2 separate regions of the Delphinus delphis genome follow, and region 1 is linked to region 2. The links are chromatin contacts, called in public Hi-C maps. All regions are on one chromosome and are shown on one strand. Each heading gives the region's core, a stretch centred on a gene start, on an enhancer-like site or on the middle of the called end of the contact. The rest is flanking DNA. Distances are from core to core; before and after follow the strand shown.

Region 1 (3,617 bases), core at 361-2,860, 150 kb after region 2:
GGCTATTTCTTGAATAGCACCCCCCTGTGACATTCCCGGCCCCGGGCAGCCCCAGATGGGACCCAGAGCGAGACACAAAGCGCAGAAACTCCAACTCAGTCCTGCCGTGCTGCCTCCTCCTGGGAGGACGGCCTCAGGCAGCCTTCCTTTGCCAATATCCTGGTGAGGGCTTCCCCCACCCCGCACGCCCGCGGAGGCCAGTTTTCCTGTTCTCTCGGACTTGAGGGGAAAAAAGGAAGACTCTGAGATCATCATCTTTGCGTCCCTTCAGCTTCCCACCTCTCCCAGTTGGACCTCGTCAGACCTCATAGGGAATACTATCCTCTCCTGGAGGCAGTCTCTTCTAACAGATGTTCACTGCACAGCTGCCGGGATAGGGAGGGGTACTCCCACCCGGTGACTTCCCCAGGGGCTCACAGTCTGATAGGCCTTGTGCCATCCCTGAAATCTCTGACACCTTCCCCTCCGACATACATGCACACATACTCTATCCCAGACACACCCAACTTCACGAAGTTCCTAAACGAGCCTCATTGCCTGGGCTCCACTTCAGCGCTCCACCAAACTGAATTAGGCTTCCAGAAATCACTTTCTCCAGGAAGACCTCCTGGACCCCTTCACCTGGATCAGGTGCTTCCTCTAGACTCCCCCATGCCTGTGTTTTAACTCTCACTCTCCCATCTACCACGGTGGGCCAAGCCCAGCCCAGCGCTTGGCACCCGGCAAGCCTCAAAAACTATCTGGTGAATGAGTGAACAAGGGAGGCTCAGTTTCTCTAACTGAGCCATTTCCCTCTGGTCACACAGTTCCCACGAGCCAAGCCGGATTGGAGCCCCTGCTGTACCTATCCCCAGATCCCACCAGTAGTCCCCACAGCCTCCCTGCTAGATCACACCGCGCCTGGAAAAGGACGGTGTTTCCCTTACGGGCCCAGGGAGGGAGAGTGCCTTGCCCAAGGCCACACAGGGGACCCCATCCCCAGCTTACCAGCGTAGGGCAACAGTTCTAGAATACTGCTCTAAGCTGTCTACACAGGTTATCACCCCCCAACCCTCTGAAGTGGGTTGTGACCCCAGGGGTTAACCCACTTCACAAAGGCCCCTAGGGGCTCAGCCCAGGGCAGACCCCCCTCCTCGAGTTCCCCCAGCCACCTGCACAGGCACCTCCTCCTCGGCAGTGTCCGGAGTCCTGCGTCTTCGCCTTGTCCGAGCGGACCAGCTTCCTGCCGGCCGAGTTGCGGGTGGTGTAGCTATAGACGGAGGTGTAGCCCTGGCCGGTGAGCGGACAGAAGCGGCGGGTGTGGGCATGGTCGCGAGTGGCACCACACTGGGGGCACACGTAGTCTCGGAGGATGGGGCACAGCACCCGGCCAGCTTCGTCCTTGAGCACGTGGGACTGGTAGATGGCCCGGGACTCGCCGTTGTGCTTGCAGAAAGAGCACAGGCGTTCAGGAGCTGGTGAGGATTCCGGGCTGTGTGTCTGACCCTCCTCTGGTCCTGGCACTGGTTCTGGCTGGGGGTCCAGCCTGATCTCAGGCTCCTCTTCCCCACGCAGAGCCTCCACCAGGCGTGCCAAACCCAGGTAATCTGTCCATAGATTGAAGCTCCCCATGGCTGGACACCGTGTGCCAGGCAGAGGGGCAGAGAGAGAAGAAACCCAGCCGCCCCAAAGCTTGTCTTTCTACACCTCCCTTCTTAACCCTCCCTTCCCCTCTCTGGAGCCGAGCAGTCTGGGCTGTCAGTTCCCTCCTTATACCTCCAAGGGGGTGTGAAGAGGGAGGAGCAGGCTGTAGGAGGTTCCTTACTGTCACAGGGGGGCTTGCTGCCGCTCCCCCAAAAATGCACCTGCCAAGGGGATGCATGGTCTCTGGGGGGGCTGGAGGCGGGGGGGGGGGGTGACAAGACACAGGCTGCAGGGGGCACCAGTAATACGGAGCCACACACCCCACCCAGAGGGCATTGGGAGGGCGACCCCTCCTTAGAGCCTGCCTGCCTCTCCTGCCCCACAGGGTGATGGGGGCGGGAGGGTTGGAAGCCCCACCCGACAGACTAGCATTGATGTAGCCAGTAACTTAGTAACTTCTTTCTTCCTTCTCCTGGGCTGGGGGAGGGGCCGGGTACCCCTGTGCTCTTTGGGAAGGGTTGGGGAGCTACTGATGTTCCAACTGTCTTCAGAAGGAGAATGGGCCTGGCTTATGGGGTGGGGGGTTAAGGACCAAGGCTCCCAGCTCTGGTCACCCTCAGGGAGCTTTCACACCACTTTTCAGTGGATCCCGCATTTAATGGATGAACAGACTGGGGTATGAAACCACCTGCCCCTGGGGTTATTCACAAAGACAAGCACAAAAGCCTGCCTCCCCACGCTGTTAGTTACCAACGGAACTTTAGGTATTGGAGAGCCTTAGGACCAGCTCGTCCTGGTCCTGGGGTGGAAAGGGGGTGGAGCAGAGCACAGGCACAAGTTGGGCTAATGGGGGGACCCGTAGCATTCGCCAGTGCCTTGATCTCCCCCTCAAATGAGAGCTCAGCTCAGTCTCTGGAGGATAAGGTTTGCCCAGGAGTCACCCACGTGGGGCACACAGATGGGCAGGTGGAAGGATCAACTGGCGTCAAGGTGCTAGGTGGGCAACTGAAGGTAAAGCAGGGGTCTGCCGGTACCAGGCAAGGAGGGTGAGAAACCTGGGCCCGGGACTTGAAGGCAGAGAAGAGGTGCTATGCTGCCTACCCACCTCACTCATTCAATCATTCAAGAAAACTCTATTGAGCCTTTTGGAAGCAGGGCCTCACTAATCGGTTTCACAAAGGTTTCCCAGCTGCCCAGCCCTGAGCCTGTGATTCATGCCCCCAACCCTCCAGGATTTATTCTCCAAATCCAGCCTGTGTCTGTAAGGATCCCAGACACCAGCCCTCACCAAGGGGTGAGAGGCTGGGGTCAGGGTCAGGTACTGGCTGAGCAATTTTGGGGGGGAGTCCAGGGTGGGGTTTTTTTCCCCATCCCATTCCCCTTAGGCTGTGTCCGGCCCAGACACAGTGACATTCATCCCTCGGTGGGTCTGGCCTCCGTCCTCACAACCCACCGACAACAATGAATGTAGATTGTGACCTTTGCTGTGGCCTAAGGGAGGGGATGTGTTCAGGATCCCCTGGCCCCCCCAGATCTGGAAGGTGGGGGTCGTGATGGGTGGACGGCAGTTCCAGGCCTCGGGGTCCACTCAACGGTCGATGGTTTGCCTGAGCTGCCCAAACTCACCGACAGGTTGAATGTTCCCCCAAACCCTTGGCAACTTCTTGGGGAGTGGAGGCTGGGTGGGGGTGAGGGAACTGGATAGGATGAGGGGAGAGGGGAGGGAATAAGGAACTTATAGAATCATTAAGTCAGCAAATAGTTATTAGGTGCCAACTCTCTGCTCCGGGAACCGGAAAAAGCAGGAGATAAATAATAACAACAGTAGATATTGATGTCACCTTTGCTATGTAAATATAGCAGTACTGGGCGCTGGGCTCAGCTTTTCATGCATTTACCCAAAGCACCCTCAAAACGGCCCTCAGAGGTGCATATTACTTCCGTTTGTCAGTTTGGGAGACTGAGGCCCGTAGGGCACCGCTAGTGAGAGGCAG
Region 2 (3,677 bases), core at 519-3,018:
CTTTCTGCGGGGAGGCCAGATCACCGCCAGCTTTCCGTCGCCCCTGCTCGCTGCGGGGGAAGGGGCGCTCAGCCGAGATTGCCCCTCCTCTCACCAGCTGGAGGCGGCCAGGACGAAGGAGAGCGGCCGCGCCCCTTAAACACACACAGGCGTTCACCCGCCCTCCTCCCCATGGAGGCCTCCATCATGAGGGAGGAGGGAGGAACCCGAGGGGGGAGAGAGGCAAACAAACCCAGGGTGGGGAGGTAGGAACCCGAAAATTCAGAGGGAGGATCCAGGTGTGCCTGAACCCAGGGAGGGTTCCCTGGAACCCGACAAAGACATGTGGGATCCTCCTCCCTTCCCCCACCACGAGCCTAGGGGTCTGGATCTGGGAGTCCGACGGGGTCCGGGGGTGTGGAGCATAGGGATGGTCAGCCCAGAAGAGGTGAGTTGAGAGGGGCCCGAGGAGTCTGGGAGCCAGGAAGGGGGACCCTGAGGATCAGAGGGCCACTGGAGCTGGGCAGTCGGTGAGAGCGGCTGGAGCCCTGGGAATTCCCAGCGTAGGGGCGCCAGTGGCTTACCAGTTAGGCTGGGCGCGGGCTCCTTGAACTCGGCGGTGCCGTAGACGCTGAGGCGCTGGCGCTGCAGTTCCCGCTCGCGCTCATTCACCTCGCGCACCTCCTGCTCCAGCAGCGATGGTGCGATGGGCGGCGGGGCGCGGGCCAGCACCGGGCACCGGCTCTGCACGACTGAACGTGGCCGACCTCCGGGCTCAGGCAGCCGCTGCGGGTCCGCGCTGCCCTCCGCCGCCAGCGAGGAGCCGCACCCGCCGGCAGCCTCGAAGAAGCGCTTGAGCTCGCCCAGCGGCTGAGGCGGCTGCCGGGCGCGCTGCTTTGGGATCTCGGGGCGCGCTAGCGCCGCCTGCCGATGGGCCTCCCGCTCGATGTCTCGCTGCATCTGCGCGCCCGCCCGAGCGCGCTCCAAGGAGCGCGGGAGCGCGGAGCCGGGGCCCGGCAGGCTGAGCACCGGCCGCACACGCAGTTCGACGAGTTCGCGGCCCGCGCGACCTGGGCTCAGGCCCCGGCTCCGGCGCAGGCTCTCCTCGCGTTCGCAGCTGCGGCGGATTTCGCGCTCGATGGGCGTCTCCATGAGCGGCTGCTCTGGGGGCTGTTGTGGGGTCTCGGAGCGCAGTAGAAAACGCAGCTGGGGGGATTCCGAGTTTGACTCAGAGGAGGTTTCCGGACCTTGAGAGGGACACTGCTCCAGGAGCCCCGCGCCTCGCGCTTCACACGGTTCAGCGTCGTCGCTGCCTCGCCCAGGACTCTCAAAGCCCTCAGCTGCGGTCGGTCCAGGGCGCTCTGCCTCCTGCCCCGCTGATGGCCCGAGGACTTCGCTCTCTTGCTCGGGGGTCTCCGCGCCCTGGTCTGGGGAGGGCACGGGGACCTCGCCTCCTGGCCTGGGGACCTCGGTATCCTGCTCTGCGGCAGGCCCGGGAATTTCTCTGTCTAACCCGGGGGGCTCAGGGCCCCGCTCTTCGGACGACCCCAGGGCTTCGCTCTCCGGCCCGGGGGCCTCGGTGTCCAGGGTTGGGAGCAGCTGGGAAGCCGTAGCTCCCAGCGCTGGAGTTTTGATGCCCAGAGCTGGGCCACACCGCCCTGCGCGGCACCTGTAGCTGCAGTCGCCGTCCGCGGGTTCCAAGGCGTAGCCTGCACCGGCCGCTTCTCTGACCCGCCCCTGGCCTCCAAGAACTGTCCCCGGGGGCAGGGCCGGGCAACGCCCCCTGCACCTGCAGGCAGGACTCCGGGCTCCGCCCTGGCCCCGCCCTCGAGACGGGGGCGCCTCAGCTGGGCGCTGGATTTCTTCCACTAGCACGCCTCAAGTCAGCTCAGGGCATTGGCCCGTTTAAAAGAGGACTTCCCTAGACCTAGCCCGCTACCCGGGACGCCAGTCTGGGTGCAGTGTTCACTCAGGGGGCGCCACCCTAGAACGTTTTCGGCCTCACGTCCCCGGCATTGCCAGGAGGCTTGGCCCTAGCTGCACGCCTGGCTGGGCCTCTGAACGCTGTCCTCTGGTGGGGTGTCCCCCGAAGCCATCTTTCCGGGGCCTTGCCTGCCCCGCGCAGCAGCAACGCCCACGGCGTCTGGGCTGTCCTTCCACCTTCCACCCCTGCAGCGCACAGCTCGGGCTGGAGGGGGCGCCAGGAACCGCCTCACCGCCCGCCCCAGTCTCCCTCCCAGTGCCTGGGTTCAGCAAGGTTCCGAGCGGTGAGCCAGCGCCCGCTCCAAGCCCAGAGGGCCCTTCCCCTCACCCTCTCCAGGAAAAGTACGCGAGGCGTCCACCGCCAAGTGCACTCCCAGATTGAGGGACGAGGGAGGGACGCACACACAGAACGCCCAGGGCTCAGCAGAGCGGCTGAGGTTTGAAAGGCGGTCACCTTGGACCCAGGCGACTGGGAAGGCTCAGAGAAGTATCCAGGCTTGCGGGAAGAAGTAGCTCCCTGCAGCTGGGGCCAGATTGTGACGTTCAAGGCCAGGATCGATGCCGGGAGCAGGCGACCTACCCCCAGGGACATTTTCCACTCTCTTCCCCTGGGCTCTCTCCAAAACCTGCCTCCACCCCCCACCATTTTGGGGTGACCAGTAAGAAAGATATAGTTACCTAAAGAAAGTGGGGGGGCTACACAGCCTCAGGAGCCCCAATAATCCCCCAACTCTCTGCCTACCCTGGTGAGTCCCCGTTCTGTCCACCCTCCCACTCTACTCTCTCCTTGATCCCAATCTCAAGCTGCTACCCTCCTCCCTCTGACCATCTGACCTCCTTCCTTCCTCTGACTCTATTGACCCAATTGGAATCAGGCCCACCTGATTCCCGCCCACTCAGAACCTAAGTGTCAGCCTTCTCCAAGGCTCAGTTTCCTTGTCTGTAAAACGGGGATAATAGTGCTTACTCCCTCGGGAGGTGATGAGGATGAAAACTGTACTTCTGGAATGAGTTGTCTCTACAGTGGGCTCTTTATCACCTCCTGTCCCTCTTCCAGCCATGCTTACTGGGCTCTTGGTTCCACCACGCCACTGAACCTTCTCTGTCCAAGGACCTCCGTGACCTCCATTTGCCAGACCTGATCACTGGCTCCTCCCTGATTCCCTCTCCATTAGCTCCTTGGACTTGGAGGACACCATCCTCTCCTGATTTCCCTCCTACCTCCCAGGCACCCCTTCTCAGACTTCTGGTTCACCTGCATCAATGGGCTTCCTTCCCCTCTGGCTTCCATTGGGTTTGGCTGATGGGAGAGAGGTGAGTGAGGTCAGGATGTTTATCCCATGCCCCCTTCCTCCAAGCTTTGTTGGCTGTGTCCCTCCACAGCAGGCAGCAGCTCCACGTAGCTCTCTCCCTCCAGGTCCATGGGGTGGTAACAGCTCCTGGCTGTGGCGAATCCAGGGTATGCACTATGCCTTGATTATTTCCTTCTACTGAGTTCTCATCAATTACTTGGTTTAAGTACAGTCTCTTTCCTGCCAACACTCAGACCTTGACAAACTCCAATCTCATGCTTTAAATACCATCCCTATGCTGATGTCTCCCAAATTTATGTCTCTAGCTCTGACTTCTCCCCTGGGTTTTGGACTCATATCCAACAGTCCCTAGTCTAATAGATATGCCAAAATGAACACTTTAGAAACTGAACTGTTGGTTTC

Evidence for each region. A called contact is a pair of places that touch in the nucleus more often than the background predicts.
Region 1: a contact with region 2 is called in a Hi-C map of lung, with 5 times the contacts expected there. The contact joins the promoter of NANOS3 here to the promoter of MISP3 in region 2. A contact is called at or near these places in 2 of 3 Hi-C or Micro-C datasets (lung and muscle).

Annotation. Positions count from the first base shown.
Region 1 is chr3:10,448,707-10,452,323 of mDelDel1.2, forward strand. It overlaps NANOS3 (nanos C2HC-type zinc finger 3), which reads right to left and starts at 1,611. Exons shown (of 2, transcript XM_060006629.1): 1 at 1,164-1,611. The coding sequence starts at 1,611.
Region 2 is chr3:10,296,236-10,299,912 of mDelDel1.2, forward strand. It overlaps MISP3 (MISP family member 3), which reads right to left and starts at 1,769. Exons shown (of 3, transcript XM_060006622.1): 1 at 564-1,769; 2 at 1-50. The coding sequence starts at 1,131.